Regions from separate parts of the Hordeum vulgare genome. Here region 1 is linked to region 2. Evidence: chromatin contacts called from public Hi-C data. All regions are on one chromosome and are shown on one strand. Each heading gives the region's core, a stretch centred on a gene start, on an enhancer-like site or on the middle of the called end of the contact. The rest is flanking DNA. Distances are from core to core; before and after follow the strand shown.

Region 1 (4,381 bases), core at 1,877-4,376, 160 kb after region 2:
TATAGCCTCCTACTGCGTCATGTACCTGATGCAATATTGCAATGCGCTCTCTGCAATTTCGCAGTGCATCCACATGGACCCTCTCATTGTCTCTCTCTCTGGGGAAGAACCGAGGTCCAGCAGGCCAGCAGGAGGGAAGGATCTACAGCAGCAGTTAACTTTTTACTAACGGACAGCATTAATTCTTCTTTTTACTACACCTTCTTGGTAGCAGCTCAAAGGCTGGATGGATGCCATGCATACATAGTAGTACATGTACACGCATCTTGGCATTTAGTTCCGCCTGCGTATGTAGAGTTATGTACGCTTGCATGCATGGTGCACTGTGCTGCCTGATGAACATTTCACACAGTTGGCATGATGCCGTGGTGCTGCCGCAGAAGAAACAGCAGCCACGGCAGAAGCAGAAGCAGCAGGGAAGAAGGAATTGCTTGCACATGGGACAAATGCCCAAGCCAAATCTGGCAGTGCAACAGTACTATAGTACTGCTGTGGAGAGAGAGTATGAGGAGAGTAGAGAGAGGGAGAGATACATGTGTATGAATGTATGCAAATTGCGGGCAGGCATGGATTTGTAGGAGAAAGATTTAGAGCCTGACCTCCATGCCTCTCCCATGACTGCCTGTCCTAGCAAGCAAGCTACAAGGCTGGCTGGCATACTGGGCACTGGCTTGCTTGCTGCTAATTTAAGCTACATTTTAAAGGTATCCTCTCCTCACCTACAGCTAGGTAGCTTTGGAAGGAGAGCCCAATTGACCTGCATATGCCCACACTAGAGCAACAGCAAACAAGAACAATCCATGTGCACAGTTACACCATAATTAATTTATTAATTAAACATTGCATCCCACCTCCAAGATACTTGCACCCATTGTACTGTATTTGTAAGTTGAATATTAATTGTTATCGTATGTGGGGAGCACACTATGTTTCCTAGGCTCGGTCATCTTCCTAGCTGCCATTTTCCAGTGTGCATTCAAGTTCCTCAAATGAAAAGAACTTAATTATAATTAAGCACACAAGGGGAAATAAGAAGGCAGGAATGCAAATCAAAGCAGATAGTATAGCAAGAAACCATGCATCAATCAAGATAGAGAGATTTGTTGTTGTTGCTGCTGCTTAAATTGTTCTTTTCGTGTTTCTTCTCACACTGCACAGCACTGCCTAATAATTAAGGATCGAGGGATCATGAGCTATATATACCAAAGGAAGTGATTACGAAGAGGCTAGATGCTCCAAGCATGCACCGGCCGCCGCCGCCGCATTTGTTTACTTCTCCGACAGGTTAATTTCTCCTTTGCGAACGCCCGGCGGCGGCGGCGGCCCCGTTTGTGTCAGAATCTGAGTAGCAGTAGTGGTAGTAGTGGTGGATCGTACGACCGCCCACTCTTAGCGCTTCACAAGTCAAGATTCAAAGAGCACCTCGCTTTCCCTGACGACGACGACGATGAGGAGGCCGGTGACAGCAGCTGCAGCGCCGGAGGCGCCGTCCTCACGCCTTCAAAGTCCTCCTCGGCGTTTGTGGCGCACTCGAGGTTCACCCCGAAGAGCCGCACCCGCTTCGACCCCGACGTCGCCACCGGGGACGGCTCCGGGACCGGGTACTGCCCTGGCACTGCCGCCATGCGCACCGGCACCGACTCCAGGACCAGCGACTGGTGCTGGCGGTGGTATTGCTGCTGCGGCTGGTAGAAGAGCACCTGCCTGCCGGGTGCTGCCCCGTAGCCGTCGTACCCGATGTGTCGCCGCTGGTGGTGGTGTTGGTGTTGGTACTGGTAGGCGTCGTAGTCGTAGACGGACGCCGGAGTAGTCGCCTGGAGGAACATCCTGCCGCCAGCGCCGCCGGGTCCGGCCGGGTGCGCCATCCACGGCGAGAAGGGCATGGAGGGGAGGGCAAAGCCTCGGTGGTGCCCGGGCGGGAGGACGACGTCGGGGCGGCGGCGCCAGTCGATGAAGAGCCTGCCCCTTGCGGCCTCCCCGACGCCGCGGCCGAAGGAGACGGTGTCCCCGGCGTCGAGGCGCTTCTCCTTGACGAAGCGGCTCCAGCCCTTGGTCATCACGTAGCTCTGGCTGCTGTTCCAGTAGGAGTAGCGGAAGCGCCACGGCTTGCCGGCGCGGTCCTCGAAGCTGAGCAGGAGGCCCTTGTCGGTGGAGGAGGCGTCGAGCGGGAAGTACTTCTCCGCGTGCTGCTTCGGGATCACCAGCCGGTTCAGCTTGCCCACGTCGCTCGGCGTCACGACCTTGTCGAACATGTGCTCCTTCTCCACCGCCGCAGCCTCCTCCTCATCAGCCTTATGATCCGCCGCGGGCGGCGACGAGCAGCTACCAGCGGCCGCCGTGGAGGCCCTGATTGCGGTGAACTCCATGTGCACCGATCGATGGAGGAGAGGTAGGTTAGGTGGTAGATGCCTCCTTCCTCCCCTTGCCTGCTTCTGCTTCGTCCTCGCTGCTGGCCTTGACCTTTGACCAGCAGCTGGTGCTCCCCTTCTCCCACTCCCAGTGCTGTGCTGTTACTGTTGTTTATAAGTGTAGGATTTGGGTGGGCTTACAATATTTGGCTAGCTTGGGAGATTGGAATTTAGAATTCTCGGGCGACTGGCATAGCAGGAGAAGCTGTGAAGGTGGGGAACAGCTCGATCTGCCTGCTAACTACCTAAAGCCTGAGCTTCTTGCAGGATCCAGGCATGAGATCGAGCAAGAAGAGGATGGGGAGGAGGAGGAAGAAGGGTGGAGGAAGGATCGATGGTGGGGTGGGTACTATGAAGGTCGTTCTTGGTGAGAGGCCGGCCGGCCGGAGAGGAAAGGGGGAGGATGAGAAATGGAGATGAGGCTGGTTCTGGATGGGATGGATGCTTGCTTTTGGCTTGCAACCAAAGGTAATTATCCTAGCTTCCTTAGCTAGCTAGCGTGTCTAGTGTGTATGTATGTGTATGTGTATGTATGTATACGTGTGTGCAATGTACTGTATGATGGAGGGGGGGAAGAGTGGGCACAATACAAGTAGCTTGCTTTTTAAAGGAGAGGAAGGAGGATGGGGTGTGAGAGCTAGCTAGTAGCTTGCTAGCTAGCTACCTAGGGTGGGCCCCATTGATTATCTGGTTGAGCTCATGTGAGCTTGTCCTTGTCATGCTATAGGGAGAGCCTTTATGCGAGTTAGGCAGATGATGAGCCCCAAAATGCCAGTTGTTGGATCTGATTTTTCAACATGTATGTATGTATGTATATCCTTATTGGTAGGCATCAAAACAACTGTATTTTATGCTACCTCGTATTATTACTACAAGTACATGTAATTTGTTTGTGGTATGTATGAACATGGACTACTATTTGATTCGATTTGTATTTTATGCTCATATTATTACTAATGTCTATAGAATTTGTTTGTATCTGTATGTGTGTCCGTATGCATGTATGACCTACATACTATTTCATTTGATTCGAGTCTTTCATATATCCTTGAGTATGAAGTTGAATGTAAGCCAACTGTGTTAGGCAGTGCTAGCTAGCTGGCTGTTATCAGCTGGCTATATTAATTTTGCGTTGTATCTTGACTTGACCTTGAAGTGGCTATTCAAAATTTCATTGCTCTTTGGGGTTAAGCTAGCATTCCGAAATGAATCCGTGTGCTACATATTTTTTGTTTTCCCAGTGGTTGCACCATATCATAAATAAATGAAATAGACGCATATATATACCCGGAATTAATACACTGGATATCTTATCAGTAGTATGCTTAGTATTAGCTGCCTTGTTCTTATCACAAGACGATGCTAAGTTTGAACTACTCTTGTTGCAACCTGCACACAATTATTCTGACACTGAAGACTGAACATGCTTTCTTATTTTGTTGGCATATTGAATTGATCTTCCATTCGTGTATTACCTTAGACCTCAAAACCTATAAAATCCCCAAATAAAATCATGAACGCATCCAGATAGAATAATTGCAACAACGTGAGTCTGTTAAGGGCAATATTTAATTAGTCAGACTGTCTCTGAACTTATTTCAGGTTATCTTCATGCAATTAGAAATTGCCACTGCAGGGCCAGCTATTGTAGTATGTCAGAGAAGATGAGGAGAGGGAGGTCAGTATGGCTGCTCACCTCTGATTCGGCCCCAGGAGTGAGAAGGCGCCTATTTTATGGGCACACTCAGACACATGTGGTGCATTCAATAAGGTACAATCTGTAGCTACTTACCAGTAGATGCATATTTTATAAGGTGCACACACATGTTGCTGGCTGTTCTCTTGGCACATGAGGTGGGCAGATGCTACTAATATATATATGTCGAGTGGCTGTTTGTTTTCGGGGGGTTTGCCTTTGTTTTGTGGGAGAATCGTGAGGCATTGGGACAGGGGTAGTTGACGGCTGATTAGAC
Region 2 (4,150 bases), core at 606-3,105:
CGTGCTTGACTCAACAAAGTCAAATTCACCATGTTGGTTTATGTATGACATCACGTGCAAACAAAGAGCATTTTCTTTTCAGTTTAAAGTAAGTGTTCCTTGCTGCATAACAAACTACTTTTTTTTTCCAGCAATTTGTTTTCTTGAGACAACGAAAATGCACCACCTTTTAATGAAAATGAAATTGGTTTCTATCTATATCTTTGTCTCATATCTAACCTGATTGTCAAGCAGGTAGCCTCCATAAGCACTAATTATAGTTGCATTGCGGGAGACAAAATTTGGTCAAATAGTTTTTCTTTTCCTTTTTATCCAGGTTGTCACCTTTTGGATCATAAATTTTCTCGAGAGACAAAATCTAATCAGACAATGTTGCTGGTATCATTTTGCCTCTTTTTGCCCAAGCAAACAATTGTCAAAAGGAATCAAAGCAGGCAAGATATAGAAACAAGATAAAGAAATCAAAGCAGGTTACCTTGGTGAGTTCTTTGTGTGTTTTGCTGAGCTCCCACATCTGGATCCATGCTGCTACACGTTTTTTATTTTGTTTTGCCTGCACACTGATTCTTTCCCAAGTTTTTTTAAGTTAAATTAGGTCATAGATCTCGGGATTTATTTGCCCTAACACCTTTGAAGGTTAGCCGACCATGGGGCTAGGGATGGGCAGGAGGGAGAGTGTTGAGGAGAGGGACAAATGTCTCTGGACCCAGGTGCTTTTTTCCTCGGGTCACGTGACAGCGGGAGGAAGATATGAAAGAAAAAAAAACAGACCAAAGCCTAGACAGAAAAGAAAAAGGCGGCGAGCTGGGACAAGGGAGAAACGGGCTGGAGAAAAAAAAGGTGACATCACCCCACGTCAGATGACCGAGAACATAGACAAAACTCAGAGCTCTTGGCGCTCTCCATCAAATTAGTAGATTAGAAACATGATAAAATATATTTTCATCATATACGTATTTGATTTTCACAAACATTATAATATTTTTGCACAAACTCGTCAAACTTTGAGATGGTTTGACCCTCCAACAAAGTTAAAAGCACACTCTTTTTAAGGACGGAGTGAGTATAATTCTTAAACAAAAGTCGTATGAGCATGCGCGATACGAAACTCGGTATCTCTAGGAATTTCCAAACAAGTGCGCAAAAGAAAAAAAAAATGATAATCTGCCGTGTTGCTGCAACCTGCAAACTATTGACCGAGCAATCCAGAAGATTGCGATGCCTTTCAACACAAGAAAGCCAGTCGCAATTGTCAACCCTCGGCCTTATCCTCTTGAAATGCGATAAGCAGCGCTGGAAACGTAGAAGAAAAGAGTTTTTCTAGAGGCAAAAGAAAGTTCCAGCTAGTTATTCCTAGAGATTCATTCATCGGCGTGTCACGACTCACGGCGACAGTGGATGGCGGTTTGACCACACAAGCAGGGTGGGTATCTAGAGGCCTAGTTTTTGTTTGTTTGTTTGTTTGGGTGAGATGATTTTGTTTTTGTTTTTTTGAGGGAGGGTGAGATGATCTTAGAGGCGTAGCTTTGGTTTGAAGCAAAGTGGCGACCAACAACACAAAGCAACGGGGAATCGAATCGACCTTGAGCCGCTCGGTCGGACGGGCCCGGCCCGGCCCGGCCCGAACCCGAAGGAACGAAGACCTCCGCTCCCCGGAACGGTGGACCCGCCGCATCGGTGACACGAGTCGCACCCCGGCGAATATTCATTCCGCTTCCCCGAGGCGGGGCGAGGGCAGGGGCAGTTTCGTCCGTCCGTCCACGTGGGCTAACCACCACGCCGCTAGTGCGGGGCACTCCGGTACTTTCCCCCGCCCCGCCCATCCTTTTTTCGCTTTTCGCTTTTTGTTTCGAGTACGCGCTCTCTCTTTTCCCCTCCCCCTCTCTACTCTGCTTTCGTCGTTCCCCTCCACCGCGAGCTTCCAGAAGCGAGGGAAAGGGGAGGAGGAGGAAGCAAGGCTGTGGACCGATCCCCGCCCTCGACGGCATGCCGCGCGTCCTCCCTCTCGACATTGAGCCCGGGGAGGCGGCCAGGTACCAGCGCGCACCTCTCCGGCCGCCGCCGCGGTTCCTGCTGCTTTTCTTGGTTTTCCCTGCTCGGGTTTTCACCTTTTTTTTTTCCTGGGGGGTGGGGGGGGCGAGCGATTCCGGCGGATGGCTCGTCTTCTCTGGGCGTCAGGGCTTAGGTGGTGGTTAGGTCGCGGCCAAATCGCATTAGGAGGTTTTGTTATCAGCCTGTTATTCTCTTGTTCCTAGCTGAAATATAGGTCTAGGCACGCCAAATCGCGGCTTACTTTCCTAGTAGCATTATTCTTTGGTTATTATCATTCCCATCCACCTTTGTTACTGCTCCTAGTTTGTTGGAAGAACAATGATATAGTTAGTAGAGTAGTATATAAAATGAGAATTAGTACTGCTAAGATTTTTGTGTGGTTCCGAGGTTCTCTCTTGTCTGGCACGCTGCCCCCACCCACCTGCTGCCTTCGCTCTGCTCCTGCCCTGGAGCTGGCCATCCACCCCTGTCTGGGCGGTGGCTCCGGGATGGGGATCCGTTTCACGCTGCCGCCTACCCACCATTGATTAGAGCTGGGGGGGCATGGGATTACCTGTTACTAGCCTAATCCCGTGCGCCAGCTATATTTCGGTATGACCCATGCACTCGGAATTTAGGAGGAATGACAGCAAAGAGGAGGCGATCCTTTTCGGGTTCCTAGTACTTAACGATTTCATGCTTGGTTTATGTTGTCCGTTTCCTCATTCTCGGCTGTCTGTCGAAAGTTTCCGTAAATCTCGGTTCCCTTCAAAATTGTACATCTCATATATGGACAGAAAATTTGTACTATTGTAAGTTTGCGACTTTAGCAGACATGATTTTTTAGTTTGATATGTTGGGTGAGGTTGGGTTTTGGGATGAAAATGGCTGGATGTTCATCCGAGGGTTTACAAACGTGACTGAGATTCGACCATAATTCAGGCAACTTATGAGTGTGTTATATCCTGATATTGGCTTCAGATTATATAATCTTATTTTTCCGTTTTGGATTGCTGCTTCGGGTTCCCTGTGGCCAAGCGTCATGGTTTTAGAGATAACAGGTGTCGCCTAGGATTCATTTAACTATGAAATGAGTCACATTACTCAAATTTTTTGCGTTGGGAAGAAACTAATGATGTGTCCAATTTGGGAATCTTACTTACACTAGCATGTTACATCCATGCTACTTTAAGTATCATGATTGAGCGACCATTTGCTACACTACAAGTCTACAACATGCCGGCCAAACCAGTGCATTTGAGTGCGAGTTCAGTTATGTGTGCAACTAAGCTGTAACGGAATATTGTTTTAAAGAAATAACAGGGAGTTGGGACTGTGCAACTTTAATTTGGACACACATGTCAACCTTAACCCTTCATGTATGACACAAATTAGTAAGATTTGTTCGTGTGCAGTATCAGTACATTTAATTCCTAATATTTCTTGGCTTGTAAAAACAGAGCTGGTGAGACGGTCGTAAGCATGCCAAGCTCTTCAGCTGTGGCATCACGCAAGGGAATTGAGCCTTCCGAGCAAAACATAAAGGACGACGAATGTGCGAGGCTGGTGATACCAGCTCAACATGCAACAGCTGACAACAACACAGAGATTTTGCCTGAGCAACCAAAGTCAAGACACTTCATTTGGTGGATGAAAGTTCTGCTTGGCTGCTTCCTTCTTATATTAGCATCTTATATCTTCGTGAAATTTGGAGTCCCCTTTGCCTTTGAGAAGGTGAGGCGCTGATACTTTCTGTGCAAAAGTAAATCTCTTCCTTGGAGGGTAATTTTAGGCATGGTCTATTGTTCTAGTTACCTTTCACTGAATCTCACCAAATGCCTTTCAGAACCAACTGATGTTGACTTGTTGGCTGGCTCTTCAGTTGTAGTTACCATTTTGGGCTGTGATCTTTTGCTTGGTCAGTCTTGGTCCATTTTCTTTTCTTACTATAATCAGGAACTTTGAGATGGCATGCATATATAATTTCCATGGGACAATCACCAAGCTTGACGCTATTATCACACTGCTCATTTTTTTTTGGTTGTCCTTTACTGTACTTGAACCAGCACCAGTGATGCATTCAACTTAATACTTTTGTTCTTTGTTGAACATGTCTGTT

What was found. Hi-C and Micro-C count contacts between places; a contact is called where the count stands out from the background.
Region 1: a contact with region 2 is called in a Hi-C map of leaf, with 1.8 times the contacts expected there. The contact joins the promoter of LOC123449888 here to the promoter of LOC123449887 in region 2. A contact is called at or near these places in 2 of 6 Hi-C or Micro-C datasets (leaf and seedling).

What each region holds. Positions count from the first base shown.
Region 1 is chr4H:595,387,082-595,391,462 of MorexV3_pseudomolecules_assembly, forward strand. It overlaps LOC123449888 (B3 domain-containing protein Os03g0120900-like), which reads right to left and starts at 3,127. Exons shown (of 1, transcript XM_045127248.1): 1 at 1,044-3,127. The coding sequence starts at 2,366. The coding sequence ends at 1,398.
Region 2 is chr4H:595,228,681-595,232,830 of MorexV3_pseudomolecules_assembly, forward strand. LOC123449887 (TVP38/TMEM64 family membrane protein slr0305-like) reads left to right here and starts at 1,856. Exons shown (of 5, transcript XM_045127247.1): 1 at 1,856-2,033; 2 at 3,492-3,765. The coding sequence starts at 1,987.